Linked DNA regions of Macaca mulatta: region 2 is linked to region 1. Evidence: chromatin contacts called from public Hi-C data. All regions are on one chromosome and are shown on one strand. Each heading gives the region's core, a stretch centred on a gene start, on an enhancer-like site or on the middle of the called end of the contact. The rest is flanking DNA. Distances are from core to core; before and after follow the strand shown.

Region 1 (4,916 bases), core at 1,992-4,491:
CCCAAGAAGATAAGAAAAATAATTGCATTCCTTAAGTTAGAAAATGTGGATAAAACGATAATGGCTTGCATAAAGAAAAGTTTAAATTTCTCTGTGGCTATAACTACTAACGAGCTGCTAATATTAAAGGATATCTGTGTGAAAGCACATTCACAGGGTAAAACATTATATGTGCATAAGTTGTCATTACTGTTTAAGAAAAAGCCAAGTTTGGTGGGTAAAAAAAAAAAAGAGATGGCTCACTGAGCTTTGAAACATGCAATAGGGCCACAATAGCACTAGTAGCCAGAATAGCAATAGTAGCTGTCTACATAGAGCATAATAAGTTCTTGGAAGCCAGAAAATCAGTTGAAAATCTGTTGATCTCAAACAACTTTAAGTTTAAAGAGTATAAGTGGAATTATCATTTGCATTATTATAGCTCCTCTGTTCTCTGGTCTTGGGATGATTACAGAGATTGTTCTTCTATTCTCACAGTGCACAGACCAGCTGAAATCTACAGGACTAGGAAGATTTGCAATTCATTTATAGAATTGCTAGAACTAAATAATGGCAGATTTTCAAAGATATGTAATAGATTACTCTGAATTATAAAATATTAAGGCTATCAGTTGGGTTCTGCCTTGATTGTATTAAATTTCATGGTAATGACTGTACTAAAATTCATGGGGAAATGCAAGATAACATTATTGATGGCCATAGACAAGAGGATGAAAACAATGCACAATGTATGGAATTAATTTTAAGCCACACACTGAGTAGACAGTGATGTAAAGTAAAATGATATTTTTCAAGGAAAGACAATTATGTCACATTATAATCCAGTTTACATAAATAGCATACCATTAAAAATAAACTAAGTCTTCAGAGCATGTAATTCAGGACTGTTTTGAAATCTCTTACTCTTGTTGGTTAGTTATTTTGTACTGTAAGGGAGGGAAAATGGCTTCTTCCATACTTCTAGGTTCTTTGGCTGGGATACAAATTAAATTGACACAAAACAGATTAACAGAAGAAAAAACATTTTTGGCCAGGCTCAGTGGCTCATGCCTGTGATCCCAGCACTTTGGGAAGCTGAGGATCAAGGGAGGATCAAGGGAGGATCACTTGATCCCACGAGTTCAAGACCAGCCTGGGCGACATAATGAGACCAAATCTCAATTAAAAAAAAGAAAAGGAGAAAACATTTTTAATTATATGCACACACACTGGAATCCCACAAAACATGAGACTCAAAGAAAGGCCAGATGATGGAAGCTTATCCTGAGCTACAGGAAGGAATAGGGACTTGGGGCTTGCAGAGAACTAGTGACAAGTTATAGGAGGGTGATGAGAAGAAATGGATGGTGAATAAAGGTTGTCTTGTTATGTAAATGAAAAGTCTCCCAGGTAATAAAAGTTGTCTGAGAGCAGGACTCTTCCTGATACAGATACTTTGACTAATGTAGATTTCTTTTATAAATATAAATTTATTTTACAAAAGGACAGCTTTTCAGAGATACCCCTGTGTCTGCAGTTGCTCAGAATAATCAGCTCGAAATACGCCAAATAACCTATATTTTGGGGTGGCATATTTTTTATTTTTGAGATGGAGTCCTGCTGTCGCCTTGGCTGAGGTACAATGGTGCAATCTCAGCTCACTGCAACCTGCACCTCCTGGGTTGAAGCGATTCTCCTGCCTCAGCCTCCCAAGGAGCTGGGATTACGGGAACCTGGGGGTGGCACATTCTGATCTTCTGTAGTCATGCATTGGGATCTTCTGTAATCATGCATTTTCTCTCTCTTTCTCTCTCTTTTTTTTCTGATTCATTATTTCCTTTTCTTTTTCATCTTGGTATTTGTAGGGAAAGTGATATTCCCCTCCCCGAAATCATATTATTCCAGACAAAAGAAAACAAATGCCTACACTTATCTAATCGATCAGAAGACCACCTCCTCACCCCCGCTTTTTTTTTTTTTAAAGATGGAGTCTTGCTCTTGTCGCCCTGACTGGAGTGCAGCGGGGTGATTTCGGCTCACTGTAACCTCTGCCTCCCGAGTAGCTGGGATTACAGGCACCCGCCACCACGCCCAGCTAATTTTTGTATTTTTAGTAGAGACAATGTTTCACCATGTTGGCCAGCTGGTCTCGAACTCCTCACCTCAGGTGATCCAGCTGCCTCGGCCTCCCAAAGTGCTGGGATTACAAGCGTGAGCCACGGCGCCAGGTGAACAGTCTCCCTTTTAAGCACACTGTCCCCTTGAGTTACCTGCTGGTTTCAAGTGGAACACTAGGGGAGGAAGCAGAAAGTTCTTGTCTTGCTCTGCCACATACTGGATCTAGCTGAGGCCAGGGCTCAGGCCTGTGGTTTCCTGTAGTGTGGACTGGGCTATTTTTCCATCAAGAGGGCAGTGGAGAGATGAAGTGAAAGGATTTAAAAGCGGTTTGTGGCCTGGCGCGGTGGCTTACCCCTATAATCCCAGCACTTTGGGAGGCTGAGGCGGGTGGATCACCTGAGGTCAGGAGTTCACGACAAGACTGGCCAACATGGCAAAACCCCGTCTCTACTAAAAACACAAAAATCAGCCCGGTGTGGTGATGGGTGCCTGTAGTCCCAGCTTCCTGGAGCCTGAAGCAGCATTGCTTGAACCTGGGAGGCAGAGGTTGCAATGAGCCGAGACCACACCACTGCACTGCAGCCTGGGCAACAAGACCGAAACTCCATCTCAAAAAAAATAAATAAATAAAAATAAAAGTGGTTTGTAAACTGTAACACATTGCACAGAAACACAAGATTACTACTACGAAATATTAGTTAGAAAAGTAGAGTTCTTCTTACCATTTCCGTGTTTCTTCTCACTTCCTCCTTTCCTCTTCTGACCACCTCCTCAGCCGTGAACGCACCACACCAGCAAGAACAATAAGAGCCGAGGGTCTGAATTGTTTAATCAAAAGAAGAGTCAAAATAAGCTACACCCAGATTACTGAGAAAAGTGAAATGAAAACAAGCTCAAAAACAAATTCCAGGAAGATGCTGTCTTTGTATTGACTTACCATTTCATGTTTTCATACATGTCAAAGTCTTGAAGCTTCGGTCATTAGTCTTCTGCTTCCAAGAAGTAAATGCTGACTCGTGTCATTTGCCCCAGATGCCACCGGAAATGTCATCTTCTCCCCAGACGCTGGCTTGCAAGCATAGCAGCACCCAAAGGCTAACCTATTTCCCCTATAGCCCAAGCTCAGAGATCTCCCGTCTGGCCACAATGATCTACAGGAGAGGAAGAAAGCTATCTAGGGACGAATCTAGAATCAACTGAGAGAGATGCTTAAACATCACCAGTTACTTTAATGAGTAAGTACTTTTCAGTTTTTCCATTTTATTTGAAACATTAAGTTGGCATTTCTGACCAGCCTTTCTTGAGACTGTCATTTTTGGGGCACTTACTGTAGAGAGGAATCAGTACCCTAGCCTCCTCCAGCCCACCCCATGTAACGCTAAAGAGACAACTGGTGCTTGGCAATAACAAAAAATTAGTGATTGATAAACTAGTAAATTTATTAAAATGGACAGTGAAAGGAAACAACCAATTTAGTCGTGAACTGCAGAAGGGACGTGAGGCATTTGTTGTCTGAAATCTTGTATGTTGTGGTTGACCACAAAGGCTTGGCATCAGTTTTTACTTCCAGCACTGCTTCTTATGAAATGGATGACCTTGGGCAGATTACTCGATCTTTTAGCCTTAATTTTTAAATGTATAAAATGGAGAAAATTAAGAGTATGTAGTCCAGGTGCAGTGGCCCACACCTGTCATCCAAGCACTTTGGAAGGCTAAGGCAGGTGGATTATTTGAGTCTAAGTTCAAGACCAGCCTGGACAATATGATGAAACCCTGTCTCTAAAAAAACCTATAAAAATTAGCCGGGCATGGTGGCACAGGCCTGTAGTCCCAGCTACTAGGGAGGTTGAAGTGGGAGGATTGATTGAGTCTGCAGAGTGGCTGCAGTGAGCTATGATCTCACCACTGAATTCCAACCTGGGCAACAGAGCGAGATGAAAGAAAGAAAGAAAGAAAAGAAAAGAAAGAATTTCTTAGGGTTTGTGTGTGTGTGTGTGTGTGTGTGTGTGTGTGTGTGTGTGTGAGAGACGGAGTCTCACTCTGTTGCTCAGGCTGGAGTGCAGTGGCGCTATCTCAGCTCACCGCAACCTCCGCCTCCCGAGTTAAAGTGATTCTCGTGCCTCAGCCTCCCAAGTAGCTAGGATTACAGGCACACAACACCACGCCCAGCTAATTTTTATATTTTTAGTAGAGACAGGGTTTCACCATGTTGGCCAGGCTGGTCTTGAACTCCAGACCTCAAGTGATCTGACCCCCTTGTCCTCCCAAAGTGTTGGGATTACAGGCGTGAGCCACTGCGGCCTTCTTAGAGTTCTTAAGAAGAATAAAGAGATAAACTGGTAAAACATGTAAACACATTTTGGAGGGTATACTAAATAATGCCACTAAATAATTAATATTGCTAAATAATAAGTTAAATGCTTCATTTAACTAGAAATCTCCCTTAACCACTAAGCCCACTTTCCAGATATGTTAAGGTTGCTCCGAATAACAATAGCAGTGAACATTTGTAGAGTTTACACAGCATTTCATTTGATTTCCACAGTTAACTCTAAGGTAGGCAGTGCAGAGCTGTTGACTTATTTTTGGAGCTGGAGGAGAAGAGAGAAGCGGAAACTCGGCTGGACATGGCAGCAGGGAGAAAAGCCCCTAGGTCCGTGTTGGCACTGAAGTGGGGAAAACCATGGCCTGGGGAAAGGCCTAATGTGAGAAGTTAATTGGTGTGCCTGGGAAATAGGACATTCATTTCACTAGCACAGATTCTTGGTCCTCAGCTTCCTTAGTCCCTGGACCTTGCTTGTCCTTTCTTCCACTCCAAG
Region 2 (4,860 bases), core at 477-2,976, 180 kb after region 1:
AAAATACCAGTTGAAATTTCATCCTTTTATCTTAAGCCTTTACTATTTTAATCCAATTTGACTTAATACAATTTAATTTAAAGTTTTAATTGCTAGAAGTTTAAAATTAAGGCTGATAAACCATTTAAGAAATTTGCAAAATAATACTAAGGATTGAAAAATAGGAAAATGATATTTGAATTATTAAATGAAACAAGTTGTTGAATATTATTTAGTAAAAATTTAAAGTTGGATAAATTGGTCATTAAGAAACTGAAATGCAGGCTGGGCGCAGTGGCTTACACCTGTAATCCCAGCATTTTGGGAGCCCGAGGTGGGTGGATCACCTGAGGTCGAGAGTTTGAGACCAGCCTGACCAACATGGAGAAACCCTGTCACTACTAAAAATACAAAATTAGCCAGGCGTGGTGGTGCATGCCTGTAATCCTAGCTACTTGAGAGGCTGAAGCAGGAGAGTTGCTTGAACGTGGGGGCGGAGGTTGCGGTGAGCCGAGATTGGGCCATTGCACTGCAGCCTGGACAACAACAGTGAAACTCTGTCTCAAAAAAAAAAAAAAAGAAAAGAAAAGAAAAGAAAAGAAAAGAAAAAGAAACTGAAACACAGTTAATTGATCTCAAATCATTCTGTGTGTTTTGAAGATGCCATTCTGTTCTGAATCTGTAGTCAGCTCTTTCTCTTGCTCTTCTGCTAGTGATTAAAGGGTATGTTGTTTTTACAAATATTTCTGTAAAATTCAATTAAATCTTTATATTCTACTAAAAAAAATCAGAGTGTGTTTTGTGGTAGGCTTCCCAAATACAAATATGTCTAAGTCCTAATCCCTGGAACCTATGACTGTTGCCTTATATGGTAAATGGGTCTTTACATATGTGATTAAATTAAAGACCTCCAGATGGGGAGGTTATCTTGGATTATCCAGATGGACCCAATGTCATCATCAGATCCTTCTAAGAAGGACCTGGAAGGGTCAGAGTCAGAGAAGAAGATGTAATGACGGAAGCAGAGATTGGAGTGGTGATCGTTGAAGATGAAGAAGGAGACCACAAGTCAAGGAATACAGGCTGCCACCAGAAATTGGAAGAGTCAAAGTAATGGATTATGCCCTCAGGCCTCTAGAAGGAACCACCAGTCCTGGTGACTCCTTGACTTTAGCCCAATGAAGCAAACAGAGGACTTCTGACTTCTTGAACTGTAAGAGAATAAATTTGTGTGGTTTTAAGCCACTAAGCTTGTGGTAATTTGTTACAGCAGCAACAGAAAATGAATACAGGGTGTTATTGACACACCCTCTCATCTGGTTCTTCATCCTTTCCATGCACGGAGTTTTACAGCCAGGACTGTGGTCTACCAAGAATGTTGTTATTCTCAGAAAAGACTAGAAAAGTTCTGCCCAGACATCAGAGACCATTTCCATCAATCTCTTTCCTTGCTGCCATATGTCCACCTGAAACCAATGAGAAAAACAACTGTACAGAGACTTTTTGTTTTCCATTTTAGTGTTGTTCTAAGAAGTTACTAAAATACATCATGAAATTATCTCAGTTAAGTTTACCCAAAAGCTACGATGCACACTATTTTCAGCCCATCTATTCCCATCTCCAGCCATGCCTGGCTACATTTTTCCATAAAGCTCATCAGCTAGAATGTGCATCAGATAACAGTGCTAAATGATTCAAATAGAATATGGCCAGGGTTACAAAAAGCACCCAATTTGCCTGCATACACCCCTGCGAAATTCAGCTCCACAGATTTTTCCCTCTTTTGTTACCACTCCAGCAATCCCATGAGACAGACAGAAGTTGTCTAGCCCCAAAGGACCCACGAGATTAAATGACATCCCCAAGATCTTAGCCCAAGTAAAAGGTAAGTCCAGGACTCACATTCCTGACTAATTGAGGACCCAGCTTTGCACCTGTGGCTTGGAGCAGGCATGCACACACAGGTAGAATAGGTAATTTTAGCAGTGCTGCTACTAGAAGAAATTCAACACCCCCTGCTGGATCTAGCCTGAAGTGCCCTGGTTAGAACTTGATCCCCACAGCTAAGGCTTGAGTCCTTGTAATGCAAATACTCAGCATCCATGCTCCCTGCAATCCCAGCACCCACACCTTGCAGTCAGGAAGCTAGTTATTTCAGGACTCATGTGAATGCTGCACCTGATCCTCCCCAGGCTTCTGAGAAAGTCCACAGTTCACGGTAATGACTGCCATCCTCTCAGCCCGGCGACACCTGGCTCTCATCCAAGAATTGGCCACTGCACTGGAGATGAATTGTTTGGGGATGCCTTGAAGTTTGAGGATTGGGAGGAGACGTTGTGTTTGAATCCTGCCTAAAAGGAACTTACCAGAGATAAGATGCTGGAGAATCACAAGACCCAAGTCTCACTGGCATTTCCAAGTGTCCCAGTGTGATTTCTAAATTTCGAGAACTCTGGGTCTTGCTTTCCTGAAGAGCTAGGAAGAGAGAGTTTCTGATACTGACCCACCCAAGCCATGATGTTAGTAGCATTTTCTATCCACTGTGTCAGACAGCTACACCAAGACCAGCAAGGAGTCATCCACTTCAGAATGTGAGCCTGTGTAGCAGCAGATGGGTGTAAGACCTTCAGAGTCCCTTGAGGTACTTGGAAAGACAGCAGAAGGGGAAGAGAAGGAAAAACCCCTTCCTTGGGCATTGATTCCACCTGAGTAGAGATCAGGCAAGGAAAGTCTTCACCAGAGGGAGAGTATATAAAACAAAAAGTTGGAGAAAAATCTCAGCATTCTTAAAGGAGCACTCTATAAGAATTTTAAATGTGGATCCTCAGCTAAAACCATCAAACTTTGGAAAGGTGAAGAAATTGTACGTGTGTAATGAGTGTGGAAAGTCATTCCAGAAAAAAAAAAAACCACCATAAAATGCATATGAAAATACATACCTACTTGAGTTGTGAGGGTGGGAAACCTTTTTTTGCGGGGGTGGCGAGGGGATGGAGTCTCATTCTGTTACCCAGTCTGGAGCACAGTGTCACCATCTCTGCTCACTGCAACCTCCACTTCCTGGGTTCAAACGATTCTCGTGCCTCAGCCTCCTCAAGCAACTAGGACTACAGGTGTGTGCCACCATGCCCGACTAATTTTTATATTTTTAGTAGTGATAGGGTTTTGCCACGTTGGCCAGGCTGGTCTCAAACTTTTGACCTCAAGTGATCCGCCCGCCTCAGCCTCTCAAAGTGCTGGGATTACACTGTGCCCGGCCAGGGTGGGAAAGCTTTTATAACAGCTCGGTTCTTACTCACCTTTAAAAAATATAAACTGGGGATGACCATTTAAATGTAATCACTATGGAAAACCCTTTGGGCAGAACCCTGACCTTATTGAACATCAGAGAATTCTTATCACAGAGAAACCACATAAGTATGTGATGGGAAAAACAGTTAACTACAAGTCATGCCTTATTTAACATGAGGAACTAGATGGTAGAGAGAGCTTATTCCGGTAAAGAGGGTGCAGTCCTACAAACCTTAGGTAGGACAGGCAAATCCACATGTGCTCTGGGACATAAAATTATGCACTAGTATATGTTGTAGCAGACACCACAAAATCAAACCTCTAGAAATACAGTCATTATGGGAAATCCTTTTTTTGGGAATATAAATTTTATTACATATCAGATTATATTAAGGTGACGGTCATTGTGAGAAAATCTTTCTTTTTAAGGATACTTGCATATGGCTTACACAGGAGAGATAGATATATAAATAAATTTTTTTTTTTTTTTTTTTGAGACAAGGTCTGACTCTGTTACCCAGGCTGAAGTGCAGCGGTATGATCTCGGCTCACTGCAGCCTCTGCCTCCTGGACTGAAGCAATCCTCCTGCCTCAGTCTCCCAAGTAGCTGGGACTACAGGCATGCGCCACCATGCCTGGGTAATTTTTTTTTTTTTTTTTTTTGTAGAACAGGTTTTCACCATGTTGGCCAGGCTGGTCTCAAACTCCTGAGCTCAAGTGATCCTCCCACCTTGGTGTCCCAAAGTGCTGGGATTACAGGCGTGAGCCACCACACAGCCAGGAGATAGATTTCATAATAAAGTATGCAGATGTTAAAAGACACACTTAGGTACAACAAAATTTTAATGAGTTTATTTGAGCATTCAGTGATTCGTAATTCAGTCAGCACCAGACAGGAAGCAGTTTGACATTCCACCTAGGGGGCGATGGGGAAACTTTTATGAGGTGTAGTGGAAAGTCCTAGTTAGAGATTAGTTGGTGGGTTTTCTGATTCATTAAGCTTAAGTTTCCTTTTAGTTTTACAAGTTTTACATTAAGTTTAGGCTACGGTTTTCTTACGTAAGAACCTAAAGTACTGAGGCTATCTCAGACTAATGGCTTCCCAGTTTATTTAACATAGGAACGAGAGAGCAAGAAGGAAAGAATAGAAAGGAAAGAAAGAAGGAAGGAAGGAACTGGGGAAGGAAAGAAAGAAGGAAGGGAGGGAGAGAAAACCTTTGGGTAAAATAAAGCTCAAAGGTTTTTTTTAGTCCAAAGATCCCAAAAACAAATTCTGACAAGGAAAAGCATCAGAATTCACGGGCATGGGAGCGTTGCAGGAGGAAGAAGAATGAAGAGCAGAGATGCTGGGCCATGCACTCTCACGTTTAGGGGTCTCTGAAAGAGAGGCAACTGCAGACCAGGCCAGCACTGAGTCAATAACCGACTCTCTGCTGGGAGCCTTGCCGATGTGTTGCCCCTGTGGCCGCCACTCCCCACCCTCGCATACCCACACACTGGCAGTGGGTGCTTCCAAGCAAAAGCACAGGAGGCCCAGAAGTCAGTCATGACAACATCGCCTTGTTCTAACTAGACTTGAAGGCTAAAGCC

Evidence for each region. A called contact is a pair of places that touch in the nucleus more often than the background predicts.
Region 2: a contact with region 1 is called in a Hi-C map of CD4 T cells, with 3 times the contacts expected there. The contact joins the enhancer-like site here to the promoter of PCED1B in region 1. A contact is called at or near these places in 3 of 14 Hi-C or Micro-C datasets (CD4 T cells, blood and liver).

The regions. Positions count from the first base shown.
Region 1 is chr11:54,286,367-54,291,282 of T2T-MMU8v2.0, forward strand. It overlaps PCED1B (PC-esterase domain containing 1B), which reads left to right and starts at 3,242. Exons shown (of 3, transcript NM_001194048.2): 1 at 3,242-3,332.
Region 2 is chr11:54,472,230-54,477,089 of T2T-MMU8v2.0, forward strand. No RefSeq gene overlaps it. Among named protein-coding and RNA genes, the nearest start is that of PCED1B, 190 kb to the left of the region's middle. Within about 2 kb of position 1,727, at least 3 of the 40 cell types and tissues checked have an H3K27ac peak or open chromatin away from gene starts, as enhancers often do. A contact at or near this core is called in CD4 T cells, where this site is marked.